2 separate regions of the Mus musculus genome follow, and region 2 is linked to region 1. A link is a contact called in public HiChIP or PLAC-seq data. All regions are on one chromosome and are shown on one strand. Each heading gives the region's core, a stretch centred on a gene start, on an enhancer-like site or on the middle of the called end of the contact. The rest is flanking DNA. Distances are from core to core; before and after follow the strand shown.

The links. HiChIP or PLAC-seq counts read pairs in DNA pulled down with a chosen protein or histone mark.
Region 2: a FOXA1 HiChIP or PLAC-seq map of pancreatic cancer cells shows a contact between it and region 1. The contact joins two enhancer-like sites. A contact is called at or near these places in 1 of 39 promoter capture datasets (hippocampal neurons), 1 of 115 datasets of contacts at active chromatin or transcription factors (pancreatic cancer cells) and 1 of 9 other capture datasets (liver).

Annotation. Positions count from the first base shown.
Region 1 is chr1:184,139,018-184,141,647 of GRCm38.p6, reverse strand. No RefSeq gene overlaps it. Among named protein-coding and RNA genes, the nearest start is that of Dusp10, 110 kb to the right of the region's middle. Within about 2 kb of position 1,312, at least 48 of the 459 cell types and tissues checked have an H3K27ac peak or open chromatin away from gene starts, as enhancers often do. A contact at or near this core is called in pancreatic cancer cells, where this site is marked.
Region 2 is chr1:184,824,000-184,826,629 of GRCm38.p6, reverse strand. The region is part of intron 4 of Mtarc2 (mitochondrial amidoxime reducing component 2); the gene reads left to right. Among named protein-coding and RNA genes, the nearest start is that of Mir1981, 2.8 kb to the right of the region's middle. Within about 2 kb of position 1,334, at least 19 of the 459 cell types and tissues checked have an H3K27ac peak or open chromatin away from gene starts, as enhancers often do. A contact at or near this core is called in pancreatic cancer cells, where this site is marked.

The sequences.
Region 1 (2,630 bases), core at 63-2,562:
GCTACATGCTTCTTGTCACATGAACTGACTACAGATCATCAGCAATAGCAATGCACGGTCGGAAGTCTGTAAGGCATCTCTTAGGTTGTAGAGACGTTCACCTGCTGTTTCCATCTATGCTTCTTCTCCTTAACATTCGTTTCAGCAGGAGGCTGCTGAGACTCATGACTGACGGTCAGGATTGGACACAGGCCCACAGACTGAGTCTGCAGTTGGCTTCGATGTCATTACGGATCTGTGGTAGTTACTTTTCTGTTGCTGTGATAAACTTCTTGACAGAAGCAAGTTAAGAAAAAAAAATGGATCCATTTTTGGCTCGTAGTTCCAGTGGACATAGGAAGGCATGGTAGAGGAGTATGCGGCCAGCCTGCCTGTCAGGAGCAGAGTTCTCATATTTTATCTACACAAAGGAAGCAGAGAAAGGGGGGACAGGAAGTAGAATCTGGCTATAAGTCTCCACTACCGTCCCAAGTGATGTGTTTCCTCCAGCAAAACCCCACCTCCTAATGGTTCCTTAACTTCCCCCAAACAGAACCACCAACTGGAGATTGATTGTTCAAGTTCATGAGCCTGTGAAGGATATATCTCATTTAAACCAACACAAAAGAAATTTGTTCTATTTGGAGATCTCTAGAGATCTCTGAGAGAAACAGAAAGCTGAAAGCAGCAGCTTATGACCAGGAAAGGATAGGAATGAGCAATATTGTTGGGAACATCTGGGTTGGGCTTGTAACAGGAGAGGGGACCGGTTGAATGGGTCTGATGATAGAAGAATCGGGAAATCACAGAAGCATGTGATACGTCACATCAGACACATGACGTCACAGAGCCCACATACCACAGTCTGGCTGTAACTCGAGGGAGAAGTATACTCATCCAATTACTTTCCTTGGCACCTTAACCATCTATTTACAAGCTCTTAGGAGCTTAAATTACCCCAGGGCTGGGATGACAATATGAGTCTCCAGAATAAACAAATCCAACTTTATGGCAGGATGAGTCATCAACGGGAGGCCATTACAGCCATAGGCTAGTTCTCTTACAGGAGTGAACCCAGCCTGCATTATAACCCAGGAAGGGCACCTGTCCTTCCTCTACCTGGGGAAGAAAAAAAACAACAAGAGAGTTTCCATCCACAGGGTGACAGTTTTGACTAATCTTTTGGACAAGATTTTAGCTATTCTTAGATTTATAAATGAGTCAAATGTTGGTGTCTCGAATCTCAAGTGATTGGATTTCTTAACGCTATTGAGTAGGAACTGGCCTATGACTACTTTCATTGTTTTTCTGATCTCTCGGGTCAGCCCTACATTCCTGAGATTGAAAATAAACGTAATACAGTGCAAGCTGGGAGACTGGGAGCTGCATCACTTTTGTGGTTGCTGTGATAAAAATGCCAGGACCAAAAGCAACTCAGGGAATAAAATGTTTATTTTAACTTACAATTCTAGAGAGATGGAGTCCATCTTAGCAGCAGAGCTGCATGGAGGTGGGAGCAGGAAACTGGCTGATGACATTTTCTTCCACACACAGGAAGTGAGAAGAGAAGGAGGAGGGAGGAGAGAGACAGACAAACAGTCTAATGGGGGGAAGGGGAAGAGAGGCAGAGAGAGAGAGAGAGTAGGGAGGCTATAAAACCTCAATGTCTAGCCATGATGCATTCCTTCCAGTAAAGTTGAACCTCCTGAGAGTCCTACTACCTCCTCAAACAGTACCTCTAACTCAGTACCAAGTATTCAAATACGCAGGCTATCTCTCATTCAAACTACTACAGGAGCCACTGAAAACTTACTTCCACAAAATAAAACTTCCAAACAATAAATGGGCCGATAGACTGAACAGAGACTTCTTAAAAGAAGAAACCAAAATGAGCAGACAAAATTGAAATGTTCAGCATGCTTAGCCATTGTGTGGATGCAAATGAAGATCACTTTGAGTGCCCATCTCTTCCCACTGAGAGCATCAATCATCAAGAAAAGAAATGGCAACAAACACTGGTAGAAATGTGGGGAAAAGAGACACCTTATTCACTGGTGGTGGGAGGGCAAACATAGATGGGTAAGTGTACATTTATATGGAACCCACAGGCTTCAGAATAACTAAAGCAACCTGAATTCAAAGTGTGAGCAATCAGTCTTGGTACTGAGACCCATGAAATGGCCACAGGAATTGTGATAATATGGTAAGATGGCTCACTGGGTTAAGGAGCTTAAGGTCAAGGCTAATCTGGCGTTATTTCATCCCTGGATAATGTGTGGTGCAAGGAGTATCAGTCAGTCCCCTGGCATTGTCCTCTGAACCACACACAAGCATGGAATAGTATATATGAACATATATACACACACACTCACTCACACACACACATGGGGAAGATAGATAGACAGACAGACGGATCTAAAATACATAAATGTAAACAAGCAAAAAAATAGTCACTGCTCAGTTATATTAAACTCAGGAAAAAAACTCATGCATGATATTTGCTCATCAGTGGATTTTTGTGAGTTGCCTGCACTCAATAAAAACCAAAGATTAGCACTATGCTTTACTGTATCTTGTCATTTCTACAGTGAACCCTTTAATGCCTCCCTGTAGGCAGACAGTTTCTGGTGCCCGCTCCTGCACACTGGGAA
Region 2 (2,630 bases), core at 85-2,584, 680 kb before region 1:
TCTGATGTTCCCCTGGTCTCTGTGGTGTTCTTAAATACCAACCGCTGGTAGGTAAGACCCCACGCTGGCTTCCATTGTCACGTGATGTATGCTTTCTCTCTGGCCAATGAATCTATGTATTATGATCATGTATAGGTATAATATATTTTATATGGTGAGATGTATATATAGTCCTAGCTGTGGATATAAACGTGTCTGCTTATAGAGAGGTAAGAAGTGAACAAGAGAGTAAAAGTAAGGGTTTTTCTGTGCCCTCTGCTCTGACGAGGGACACAGAGACCTTTATATTTGTTAACAGCTTCGGGCACTATAGCTAGGCAGATTCTGAGCTATTCTAACCAGACAGTGCAGGCCTAGCCTACTTCCCCCACGTGGCCCATTACCTGCCATCTTGGTCTTATCCAGCACTTTTCTCTTCATCTGTGTCCCGATGGCCAACTTCCCTGGTCCCCACCGGAGACCCTCTCCATCTGGGTTATAATCTCTCTGGGCTTGGAAGTCCCATCTTTCCTCTCTTGCCCAGCTATTGGCTGTTCAGTTCTTTATTTTAACCAATCAGATGGTGATGGAGTATAATGTTTTACAAAATACTGAATCAGGTGATACTTTAATGACAGTAGCAAAGTTCTGACTGCCACCAGATCTCTGGGTACAGAAGTCAGCATTTGAATACACAGTGCACTAAACACCCCCCCCCCCCAACAAAAGACGCTCTCTCTATATTAGGTCTAGTTTAACTTTCCTACATTTAAAACAAATACTTGTATGGATTGTGATGACTGTCTCACGCTGTTTGTGTGTGATTCACCCCCCTCCTTGCCCCCAGCTCTTCCGTCATCTTTTTCTCAGGGTCTTGCATCAGGTGGAAAGCCTGGTGTAGTCTTAGTTTTCCTATTTACAAAGCGTGCACAGCCTGACAGAAAATCCCCAGGATGGGCTGGCTGGAGAGGTGGCTCCGCAGTTAGCGCACTGGCTGCTCTTGCAGAGGACCCACATCTGGTTCCCAGCACCTGCATGGTGGCTCACAGATCTCTACAGCCCCAGAGCTTGAGGATGCAATTCTGTCTTTGGGCTTCCTCACGCACTGCGTGCACATAAACACATGCAGAACACCGGCACACTGTTAAAAAATAGTAACAATAAAAACATTCTCAGTGTCATTGCACAGAGTGGAGCCCATAACACAGAGTATCATTCCCGTCTCCCACCCCCCTTTTTTCCTTGACCATTTCTCTTCCCTTTTCTCTCTTCCCACTCAAATTCCTCCTCGCTCTGACTAGGGGCTCGATTTTGTAAGAGTGCAGCTTGGTTTTTAAACCAGCAGGGGGCGCACTAGACTTTTCTAACGGTTTCCTGGTTTGTGGAGCCCCTGGAATCCTGCTGGATAGTGCGTTTCTTTGCGTTGATATGTCTAGTGAATATTAAACTCCTCCATGGTGAATTTAATTTTGAGTTATTTAAAACCCACTTTTTTCCTTTAGAAACTAAATTAACCATTGCGTTTAAGCTTAAACGTGGTCGTTTTTCAAATCAGCGTTTTTGAACCAAAATGTGAACAATGATCAGATGAGGATGGGTGCCTAATAAAGTCATTAACAGGACGCAGTCAGAGCTAGAATTTGGAGGCGTTAAGGACAGATTGTAGGAAGCCAGATAAACTGCTAAGGAGCCCTGCACTTGACCTATGGAACATTTGACCTAGTTGAGCTAAAACCCTAACTGAACATGTCAAGGTCGCTGGCTTTCTGTGAAAGCCATAGTGCAGAATTCCACAGACAAATAGCTTGGAATGTTGAACTCATTGTCACTTGGAGTAAGGGAATTGGGAGTTGGCGAGCCTTGGTGCCAAGCTGTCTTTGGCTCACATGCTTGTGGCTGCAGCGCCCTCGTGTGGTGAAAGGAGCGTAGAACCCCTGCCCGCTTACAGTCCTGGGCCCTTTGCCTTTCAGACAGGCGCTGTACTGGTCACCCTCCAGCGGGAGGTTTGCCACGTGCTGTCTTTGGTGTTCCACTGTTTGAACACCGTTTGTCACATGGTGTGACCTTGGCTTTTACAAAGCTTACGTAGTTCCTGGGCCAACGGATTGCTTGGAACATCGTGTTTATTTCCACCAGAAGCAGTTTCTTGGAGGGTAACTGGGGACCCAGGGCATCTGTGGAGACCTCTGTACTGTTGCTGTGGTCACATTGGGTGGGAGGTGTCTGGTTTTGAAGACCCAGTTTGTACTGGGATACTAATTGTGCTTTGCTCAATAATGCCTATAGACCCAAGGGAGGAGCTAGTTTGCCTTTGAATGCAGAGTGGATCATGATGTCATAGCCAGTTGCAGAAGGGAGACTAGGTGGTGCTCCTTCCTGCCTTTGCTCTGCCCTCCTTAGAAACTTAAGTCCCTCTCAGGCCCTGAGGGAGTCAAAGCCACCAGCTAACCAGGGGTCAGTTCTTCCTCGTATATGTCTCTGGGCATCTATTTAGAAGCCTCACCTGGTTGACGTCAGTTTCTAAGGACCATTGTTTGCATCTGATTGTAGGCATCTTCAAATGCCCCATTTCTCCTAGAGGCCCAGACAAAGGAGTGTACGGATTATCAGTGGGTCTCAGTAGATCAGTCACAAACCTTCAAGAGATGGAC